Regions from separate parts of the Mus musculus genome. Here all the other regions are linked to region 1. The links are chromatin contacts, called in public Hi-C and promoter capture Hi-C maps. All regions are on one chromosome and are shown on one strand. Each heading gives the region's core, a stretch centred on a gene start, on an enhancer-like site or on the middle of the called end of the contact. The rest is flanking DNA. Distances are from core to core; before and after follow the strand shown. Region 1 holds the start of Carmil1 (capping protein regulator and myosin 1 linker 1). Region 2 overlaps Carmil1 (capping protein regulator and myosin 1 linker 1). Region 3 overlaps Carmil1 (capping protein regulator and myosin 1 linker 1).

Region 1 (3,057 bases), core at 198-2,697:
CAGCCTAATAGCACATGCCAGGATCCTGGCACCTGGAGGCCGAGGCAGGAGAACTGTGGCCTAGCCTACCAGTGAGACACTTAAAAAAAAAAAAAAAAAAAAAAGGAAAAAAAAAATCAAACCACCAATAGTAGACTTAACAGTCAGATGTTTCCCTGTGACACCGGCACTCTGAAAGGCAGAGGGAGACAGATCTTTGCTTTGTAGACATGACAAGCTTGGTCTAGTTAGCAAGTTCCAGGCCAACCTGGGTTACATATTGAGACCCTGTCTCAAAAACTAACCCACCCACCCATCCACCAACCAATACAACTACAATAACAGAACCTAAGCTGCCAGAGGCCAGTGTTTCCCCCTCTTTTCCCCTCTCCCTCTTTTCAACCCTTTAAAGCAGGAACCTGATTGGTCAGTCAGGGACATTCTCTTTGGGTGATGGAAGTGCACATAAGTACTCCAGAACCTGAGATCTTTCCTCTGGGAAGGTTGGATGGGTTGGGTAAAATTGAATCAGATTTAGCAGCAGGAATATTCCAGCTTTTGGCAACCATGTCTGGTCCTCCGATTTGCCCCAAGCTTAAGGAGACTGGGTCGCCATTAAAAGGCATTTTCCAAAGGGGCCCCTGTCTTGCCATCTTACGGTTGTCTATTGATTGCATGTAGCTCTTAATCAACATAGATGGGGAATTAACAATGAGGGTGCGAAGACACAAGGCTCAGCGGGGCCCGAGATCCAGAAGTGCACGAAAGGATCTCAGAAAGCACTAGCTTCCGCGCTGGGGGCTCTGCAGCTCTGAGCCTCAGGGTCCATTGGCCTGCCTGGATTTGGGGGATAAACCCTCGCGCAGCCCGGGCCCTCCACGCTGGCAGCCAGCAGATGGCTCTCGGGCTCTCTCAACTGCACGGTCTATCCCTCTCCAGACGCAAGCGTCTGCTGCACCGAAGCGAGGCTGCGAGGAGGGGCGCCGAGCCCGGCGCCGCCGCAGCAGTCAAGGCAGCAGCCACCGCAGCCAAGCACCGCGTCGGTCCCCGGGCTGTGCCCCGCGCCGGGCACCGTGCGCCCAGGCCCGGAGGCCGGCCGGGGACCCGTGCGGAGGCCGCTCTCGCGAGGCGGGGAGGAGACGCAGGGGGACCAGGAGGAGGAGCAGGAGAGGGTGAAGGAGAGGAGGAGGAGCGGGAGAAGGGGAAGGAGGAGAGCAGAGCCGGCCCGCCCCTGCCCAGCCCAGCCCGCAGGAGGCCGAGACCAGCCAGGCGGCCCAACCCTCGCCTTCCGCTTCACCTACGCCCAAGGTGCGGCGCAGAGGCCGGGCTGCGCGGCGCCCGCCCGGGAAGAAGCCGGTGTTGCAGCCGCCTTGCGTTCGGCCCCTGAAGCAGCGAGCCGAGAGGGAGGCATGTAGCGACGGCCGCAGAGCCAGCTCGGATTTTCAACTCTTAGGATTTTTTTTTTTTTTTTTTTTTTTTTTTTTTGGTACTGCGGGCGCGCGGCAACCTTGGATCAACGCCCCGCTGCTCCGGCCGGCCCACTCTTTCCTTGCAAGCTGCGGCTTCCTCGCGGAAACATTAAAGGGTCTGAAGAAGGGCGCGGGGCCGAGAGTCAGAGAGTGGGACCCGGGATCTCCCCGCGCCCAGTGGGGCAACCATGACCGACGAGAGCTCCGATGTCCCCCGGGAGTTAATGGGTAAGCTTGGCGCGGGGGCCGACTGGCCATCTTTCTCTGCGCACACCTCCTTTCCGCCTCCCTTCCCATCTCCGTCCTCTCGCAGTCTCCGCGCTCTCCTGCGCAAGTGGCGTGGGGCAGGGTCGCCGGGGGAGGGGGCGGGGTGGGGGGAGAGGCTAGAAGTTTGCTGGCCCGATGGCCGCAGGAACTGGGTGCAGAGAGAGAAGAAGGAGTGGAGAGGAATCTGGAGCCCTGGGGGACTCCACGCAGATCTCCCTGCTCAGCCCCACCAGGTGAGTCAGGTTGGCGGAAGATGGAGCTGGAGGGGCGTCCCTTCCAGTGGCCAACTCCCTGGTCCCAAACTCTGGAAAGTCTGGTAAAGCCTAGCAAGGAGGATGCCTGGCGACTGTAGGTTCCCTCGGGCTCATGTCAGGCACCCTCCAGGAAATTCCCGTTTGGGGCTGCCCCTCTTACTGACGGCCTCAGGGATGGAGGCGCCCGTCCAGCGTCAGGACCCAGCCTGACAAGGCGTGGCTTTGAGGATTGAGTTGGAAGCTAGAGGGTTACCCGGCCGATGCCTTCTCAGTCCAGGAAATGGAGGGTTAATGATAAACGCCTCATTTTAATAATGATTAACCTGCCGACCACCTTCAGTCTCTTTGGGAACACGTGTGTTACCCTGTGCCAGGTGACTGGTTTGCTTGAGGCCCTTATTGGGGGAGGGGGTGTCTTCTTTTGGAGCAGAGGGCAGAGAGAGCATTGCTTGGAATTTAAGTCCTGGAGCTTAGCTTTATCTGGAAAGGTTAAATGGCAGAAGACAAATGGGCTAGGAGCGCTGGAAACCAGCGCTTATGCTCGTGTGGAGTGCGTTGACTTGCACTAAGGTGAATATGACTTTATGGACGTACTTTGAGCTCCAGTGACTGGTATTCCCTGAGGAATACTGGGCACACACTTGATGTTCCCTGGATTCCCTGGGCGCTGACAAGGAGGGAACGTTCTCACCGATTCACCATAGTCTGGAATTTGCCCCTCTGCTGTCCACCCAGCATTGATACTTGAGAGGGCATGGTGTGCCCCCGCAAAGCTGCTCACTCTGCAGGTAAAACTTGGCGGGAAGAAGCTGTTGCCCGTTTTGTATGGAACTCTGCCTTTGTTGAACTGAAAACATGCCAACACACACACACACACACACACACACACACACGAAGTAAGGTATTTGTGCACACCCCCTACTTTGTCTCCTCAATTTCGAGACTCTTTCTGAGACATTATCGAGTGGCCCATCCGGTTCTGGGTGTTTCCAACACCCTGCCTGAACACGAAACTAACGCTGGAGGCTCCAAAGATGCCTCCAAGGGTGGCAGATTTCTAGAAAATCATGTAGCATTGTCCTGGGACC
Region 2 (3,515 bases), core at 957-3,456, 81 kb after region 1:
CAATTCCCTCCGAGTGTTTTTGTGAGTGTTCAGATGGGAAAATGAAATAAGTGTAGCCTTAGGGGTGCTTTAGGTGGCGTGCACTTCAGCTACAAAGAACAGTGTGGCTTTTGAGAAAGCTGGGCTACCAGAGTAGGTGCTTGCTGAGCTGGCAAAGGGCTGCTCTCTTTGAGGCTGTGTTAGCGGTGTGGGAGGGCAGCAGTGAGGAACAGCTAGGGCAGTCAGTCGGCTGTGGCTGGAAAAGATGTCCCAAGGTAGGGCTCACCCTGTGGGGGATCCCAGCACTCAGAGCTGTTTATGATGTAGCTGTGTTTGTCTTTCCTGTTAGTGGATCCAGTGGGCATCAGTCAAGGCCTCAAGAAGGAAGAATCAAAGGCCAATATTACAGCGGCAAGGAAGGAATTAATATTTGGGGACAGTCAACAATTCATTCAGTAGCTCACAGTTTTGTCATCTTTAGGTTTCTCCTCAACCATGTCTCCTGTATTGGGTCCTCGCTTTTCTATGTCAGCCAGGGAAGAAGTTCAGAGTTCAGTCATTTGGTACTTCCTGAAGCTCCCTGGAGGATCTCAGAGGACTATGTCTTTGTTACTTGAAAGTATTGTTCAACTTAAATAAGAGGTCAGAGATGCACAGGTTCTGAGAACGGTCCTAAGGGAAATACGTTCTTCCCTAAAGCACAGTGCACTTTTACCATTTCTTGAAATAATTTCCATTTCCCTGCCCTGGCAAAGCAGGCGATTGCAAAGAAGCTGAGAACATCGCAAAGCCATTGGGTTAAATTAGCTCAATATGTCACTCTTAGAACTCAAGAGCAGGTAGTCAAGGCTGCCTAACACCTCGTGCATACTAATCAGGGTTTGCAGATGAAACCCAGGGCAGACAGTCAACATGGGAGACCCAGCAAGGTGTCTCAGAGTATGCCACCTGGAGAATGACAACATGGGGGCCTGACAGTTCTGGGTTTTTCCTGTGGAAACGTTTAAATCCGACAACTTAACTTTTGTGTTCTTTCTTGGTACATTTCCGAAATAGTTGAAATATCTAGATGTGGATTTTTTTTTTTTTAAATAGAATTCTTGCTTAGGAGCTGTGGCTCATGTTGAACTCCTGGTTTTCTTGTGTTGTCCTCCCAAGTGCTGGATTATGGTTGTGCACCATTGTACACAACAGGGTGTAGAGTTAAGAAGTTTGCATCTCTGCAATGATCCTGAATATACTTTAATATGATAGCTAGCTTAGCGTTTTTATACCTACACTTGTCCTAGACTCATTCTTTTTAAATCAAAATATTTAACTGGACAAAATATGCTGTGTTGCCGAGTGTAATACACAGAATGGTAGAATTACTGATCCACAGAGAAGAGTTATCATTTTAACAAAATGGTCGTTAGGACAGCTTTGATTCCCCCTGACTGAGGGTTAACAAGGAACAGCCTGTGTGGCCCTATTCTCTGTGATTTTGACTTTAAGACTGCCCTTATAATCGTCTGCCCACCTGCCATCTATCTGATAAAGCTGAGGATTGAGCCCAGGACCTCTTAGTGCCAGCCAAACACTTTAGCATTGAGCCGTGCCCAGGATGCTTTGGTCTATCTTGGGTCCTGCTTTGGGGATGGGTCCCAGGAAGGGAACTCAGAATAACTAGGTTTCAGCACACGGCATGCTCAGTGCCACGGCCAGCATTAGAGCGATGTCCAGCTGCCTGCTTGTGGCTTTGCTTCCAACACAGCCATCGAGTTTGCTCCCTTGCAGTTGATGGTCGCACTGTATTTTGATTTTGTTTTTCCCCAAGGTCTTTCAGAAATCATCATAGCTGCTTCTCTTGGAATCCATTTGTACCCTCCTTGGAGGCTCTGTGTGTGTGTGTGTGTGTGTGTGTGTGTGTGTGTGTGTGTGTTAACAGCTGCCCACGCCCATTCCTTCCTATCCATCTGCCAGCTCTCGAGGCCCCTGTTCCTCACTGAGCATTGAGGTGAGGTGGATGGAGAGAAGTCTCTAAGAAGTTGTGGACTATGTCCTGCAGGGAGGGCTGGGTCTCGGGTCATAGTAGCTTCTTTCATCAGTAAAACCCTTTTAGGGAGGGCACCAGCTGTGGATAAACCCCTGCTCTCTGAAGTGCCAGAGTTACTTGGGTGTGGATGTTCCCGGTGGCTTGGGAACCTTGGCAGGGAGGCTGAAAGGCCCTTGTTTGTGATGGAGCTACAGTGGCTGGCTTTTCTCCCCGCCTCAGAGCTGTCGAAGCTCCCTCCTGGCCTTGCAGGAAGCCTGCCTGCTGCAGAAGTATATTTTTTTCTCTGGATGCGAACCAAGCTGATATTTTGGATGCTTCTGCTTCCCAAGAAGGTGTCAAGGCATTGGCTCTGTTCCTGGTGTCTCCTCTGCTGAGCTGGTTTTCCTTGTCACCTTCTTAAAGGTGTAGGGGGCTTTACCTTAGCCCTCCCTCAGCACGCTGTTACAGCAGGCACAAAAACACACCAGGGAATATAACCACTGGAAACTAGCTCAATAGGGGACCTTCTCCATGCGGTGACATGTGAATATTTTTACATCAGACCTGGGAACTCTGCGGTTTCTGCCCCCTCCCCCAGCTCTCTTGCAGCTAGGGGCAAGAGGGGGAAGGTGAAGGAAGGAAAGGAAGGGGCTTCTTGTATCGTCCCCTGTGTTCCCAGTTCTGTGGGAAAACGTTGTTATGACGCACATCAGCCTGGAGGTGACTGGCCTTTCCTCACTGTTTATTTTTGAGGCTGTATTTAGTTGTCAACTGTCAAAACATGGATGGCTTCACTAGTAAAGGAAAATGGGACATAGTTGTGAACTGTCTCCCTGGCACAATTGCTTGTGGGACTGAAATTACAGCGTGCATTTTGTTGTTGTTTGTTTGTTTTGTTTTGTTTGGGTACCACTCTGAAGGAGTTCCCTACCCCATGCAGTTGTGTAGCTTCCGGAATGCCTTGGGGTCTTTCTGTCTCTTTGGTAACTTGTGTAAGCCCGATGTGACGATGTGTCTTATAGTCAACAGACAGTAGTTTGGAGGTTGAGGCGTTCCCACAAGTCTGAGAGCAACCGGTGGGCCTCCGAGCCCATTAAGCCACATAGCACAACCCCATCTTTAAAAAAAAGAAAAAGAAAATGGGAAAATGAAAGGAAGCTAGTGTAACCAGGTTTGTTTGTCTGCCTTTGTTCACTAAGTAGGCATTACTGTATGCCTTCGGGGCAAGATAGTGTGCTGTGTATTAATTAGCCTTGGACTCAGAAAGACTGGTGGGAACCCTGGTTCCCCACTCTCAGATCTGGGAATTCTGCAGCTCCCCCCCCACCCCTTTCTTGCAGTTCTTGGTTAGTGAATATTCTGTCTGTTCACAGGACTGCTTTTAGAATTAAGATAATGTATGTGGGGATTGCCTAATGGCTAATACTTGTTATTAGTGTGATTGTTGAATTGAGAACAAAAAAAAGCAAATGTGCTAAGTCCTGACTTTTTGGTGTTTTCAGACCACAAGGTTGTGTCTAAG
Region 3 (3,388 bases), core at 357-2,856, 120 kb after region 1:
CATTTCCAGGACCAGGTGAAGAATACATCTCAGCTTTCTAATGTCTGTAGTCTCGCCCTTTGCCATGAAGCCTAGCAGAAGAGTTTATTACTTTGCTGGTTTCAGTGTTGTCCCTGGCAAGTTTCTCTCTGTATAGACAGGTTGACTTTTTAATAATGTTATGAATTTCCCTTTGCTTCTAGTAAAAAAGATGATTAACTTTTATTTAAGCATTTTATAATATAAGATTTCTTCTCTTTAAAACACTCTAAAAAAAATAAAAGAAGTGACAAACCAGTTATCTCAAAGCTAACACAAGCTTGGGCAGATGTTTCTCAGGATAGCTTCAGACTTGAATGAGGATGTCACCAGGGAGGTTTGTTGCAATCAGTTTGGCCTTTGGGGTCCCTATCAGTTCCCTGATCACATTCATTGTCAAGAGCAGAGAATAAACGAATCAATCTTTGCTTGCTTATACTTGGGTCTACTTATCCATTTGTATTTTATTCAGGAATTCCTGCCTAGGGATTGATACCACTCACAGTAGGCTGACTCTTTTCACATTAGTTAACAATCAAGACAATCCACCACAGACATCCTCACAGCCCAGTCTGATTCACTCAATTTTTAAATAAAGATTCTCTTCCTTAGTGTTTCTAGGCTGTGCCAAATTAACAGTTAAAAGTAATTTAACTGAATAAGCTGGTTCTATTTCCTGGCTATTGAGACGATTGCAGCAACTAACATGGATGTGCAAGTATGTGGTATGTTGACTTAGCATCTTTTAGATGTATTCCCAAGAGTGATACAGCTGTGTTCCATGGTGGTTAGGGTTTTAGTTTGTGAGAACACACATTGTTGCTGGACCAGTGTGTATTCCCACCATTGGAATGTTTCTTATACCCATCACTTTGTTGTTATAGAGGGAAGAAATCGGGCTCCGTGTTGAGTGTGCTGTTTGTTTTTGCAGATGGTTGTGGAGACTGAGAAGTGTAACATGTCCATGAAGATGGTGTCCCCAGAGGATGTGAGTGAAGTGCTGGCTCACATAGGCACCTGCTTGCGGAGGATATTCCCAGGCCTTTCCCCACTGTGAGTTCCTATGGAGCAGCAAAGTCTTTGTTCTTCATCAGATTCACAAATGTGAAAATACCTCCCTCTTGTCCTTCTCCCTTTACGTCTTCTTCTCTCAGACCACTTAAGACCACCACCACCACCACCACAACCAGTACCTCAATCATCACCACCACCATCACCATCATTGTCACCACCACTACCACCAGCACCAGGACCAGCTCCACCAGGACCTTCAGTGCCACCACCACTGTAACAATCACCAGTACCACAGCAGCACCCCCACCATCACTCTACCACCACAGACACCTCCCTCTCTATTACCTCCACCACCACATGCTACTATCACCTCTCCTCCACTATTATCACCATCATTTCTTGCTCCTCCTCTTGTTCCTCCTCCTTTGTCACTTCATCTTCCTCTTCCTGTAACCTCTCTTTACTTCTTCCTTCTTTCCCCTCTAACTCCTTTTTTCTGGGTCAGGGAGGATAGGAAGGGGATTGGAGGGCATCTTACTATTTAGCCCAAGGCTGGTCAGGACTCTCAGTCATCCTTCTGCATTAAGTTCCATAGGATTATAGGCATGAGTCACCATGTTAAGATTGATGGTGGCTTAGGAAACAGACTCCGTGGATGGTTTTGTGGGGGTGAGGGAGTGGGGGTGGGGTGGAGAGGAGACTATCAGCAATTTAGGATGCTTTTCTGGTGGGAGGATGTGTTCCATAGATTGTGGGAAATGCCTTCCTGTTGACCATGAGGAGTGCTGAGAGAGGCTAAAACCTCATAAATATGTATGGTGATTTGTGGTGCATCGTTCCTGGTGGTGAGAGGGGTATTCTGGAAACTCTTGGCCTTTTTGGAACATGAAGGTAGATAGGCCAACCTTAGGAAAACACATCTCTTAATCTTCACAGCAAGGGGATAAAGAGGGCATCGAGGTTAGGGGATTCATTCATTGCTTTATGCTGAGGGGACCTACTAGATTCTGGTATGTTTTCTTCCTATCATGGACAAGCTAAATGGGGATCCTGGCCCTCTGCCTCCAGTGGTTTCTTTTAGAAGCATCCTCAGGATGGGTGCTTGCTCAGTTTTGCTTTGTATGCCTGCCCTCATGCTGGATAGGTCAGGGAAGCTGGGATTAGTCCCTGCCTCCTGCCTGTAGTATTTCAGATCTTGAGTGCTTTTAAGGAGAGCACTTGCTGGCAATGTACATGCTTACAGAGGCACAGGCCTGCAGGGTAGTCTGGGAGGTGAGGGATGAGTCTCCGCAGTGGTGGAGAGGAACAGCAAGGGAAACTTTCTCTGGAGCAGTCCCCAGCCACCCTAAAAGGCAGCTGATTCTCCCACCTTCCAGCCAGGTTCATACCTCCTTCTGTCCAAGAATGAAGTGAACAGACAGAAAAGGTTGACCAAAGGAGGGCTTTACTAACCAAGAATTAATAACTGAATCTAATAGGAAGCCAGTTGCCAAGCAATGAGAGATTTGAATTCTTGCTTTACAGCAAGAACATTCAGGAAATGTTAGGAGTGTTAGAGCTTCCACAAGCTATGGGTAAATGGGGCAGAGGCAGCAGATCTAGAGGGCTGGAAACAGTAGGTGCCCTGCAGAAACAAATTCCTACGTGCAACCATAGGTTGAATCTTTGAGGCTGAGTCAGGAACCAGTCACTTTGCTTGTAGCCAAGACAGAGGTTGAGGTAGGAACTAGTTACCCTGCCTGCAGCTGCAGGTCTTGGACGCTGGAGCTGTGGTAACCCAAGGGGCAGGGAGTCTGTTTCCAGTAGGTCATGAAGGCAGAAGCAGTCTTCTGTTTCTTTTTTAGGATCTATGTGAAGAGTTTGACCATTTAGAACCCTTGAATCCTGTTACATAAACCCAGGTAGACTCTTTATTAGTGGGACAGTATGCAAATTAGGTATGGAATTGGACCAATCAGGGAAGAGCTGCCGATCCCGAAGTAGCTAGGGAGAGCCAAACTGGCCAAAAGTGTCCTGTTTCAGTGTAGCTCCTTTTTTTCACAGAAGTGGTAGAGTAGCAAGTACAAAGAAAGGGTGCCACAGAGAGGCAATGCCTGGATGTCTAAAACAGTGCCTCATGGCTGCGCCAGTGTTACAGTCACTATTGCATAAGGAGCTGCTGCTATGATCTCTACTGAGAGGCACCCGGCTGTCTTGGTTGGTTGTCCCATCAGTGTTGCAGGCTGTTAGATCGTGCCGAATCCCTGCTCTGATTGTGCCTGGGTTTTGTTGTTTGCTTGCTTATTTGTTTGTCTTTTGGTATGGTTTCTGCTTTTCCTGCTGGTTGTTACTTCAGTAACATCAGGAAACTGACTGT

What was found. Promoter capture Hi-C pulls out the DNA fragments that hold promoters and counts their contacts. A called contact is a pair of places that touch in the nucleus more often than the background predicts.
Region 2: a contact with region 1 is called in a Hi-C map of cerebral cortex, with 2.1 times the contacts expected there. The contact joins the enhancer-like site here to the promoter of Carmil1 in region 1. A contact is called at or near these places in 2 of 39 promoter capture datasets (the HPC-7 cell line and hematopoietic stem and progenitor cells), 1 of 15 datasets of contacts at CTCF or cohesin (the NIH/3T3 cell line), 7 of 484 Hi-C or Micro-C datasets (the G1E-ER4 cell line, cerebral cortex, embryonic stem cells and 4 more), 5 of 115 datasets of contacts at active chromatin or transcription factors (astrocytes, embryonic forebrain, embryonic stem cells and 1 more) and 2 of 9 other capture datasets (adipose tissue and liver).
Region 3: a contact with region 1 is called in a promoter capture Hi-C map of trophoblast stem cells, with 2.1 times the contacts expected there. The contact joins the enhancer-like site here to the promoter of Carmil1 in region 1. A contact is called at or near these places in 8 of 39 promoter capture datasets (3T3-L1-derived adipocytes, the C10 cell line, cranial neural crest and 5 more), 1 of 15 datasets of contacts at CTCF or cohesin (the NIH/3T3 cell line), 2 of 484 Hi-C or Micro-C datasets (B cells and conventional dendritic cells), 9 of 115 datasets of contacts at active chromatin or transcription factors (the NIH/3T3 cell line, astrocytes, embryonic limb bud and 6 more) and 3 of 9 other capture datasets (adipose tissue, liver and pancreatic islet).

The regions. Positions count from the first base shown.
Region 1 is chr13:24,279,180-24,282,236 of GRCm38.p6, reverse strand. Carmil1 (capping protein regulator and myosin 1 linker 1) reads left to right here and starts at 1,447. Exons shown (of 38, transcript NM_026825.3): 1 at 1,447-1,676. The coding sequence starts at 1,637.
Region 2 is chr13:24,198,797-24,202,311 of GRCm38.p6, reverse strand. The region is part of intron 2 of Carmil1 (capping protein regulator and myosin 1 linker 1); the gene reads left to right. Among named protein-coding and RNA genes, the nearest start is that of Gm33573, 21 kb to the right of the region's middle. Within about 2 kb of position 2,206, at least 27 of the 459 cell types and tissues checked have an H3K27ac peak or open chromatin away from gene starts, as enhancers often do. A contact at or near this core is called in cerebral cortex, where this site is marked.
Region 3 is chr13:24,162,484-24,165,871 of GRCm38.p6, reverse strand. It overlaps Carmil1 (capping protein regulator and myosin 1 linker 1), which reads left to right. Exons shown (of 38, transcript NM_026825.3): 5 at 950-1,071. Among named protein-coding and RNA genes, the nearest start is that of Gm33573, 16 kb to the left of the region's middle. Within about 2 kb of position 1,606, at least 4 of the 459 cell types and tissues checked have an H3K27ac peak or open chromatin away from gene starts, as enhancers often do. A contact at or near this core is called in trophoblast stem cells, where this site is marked.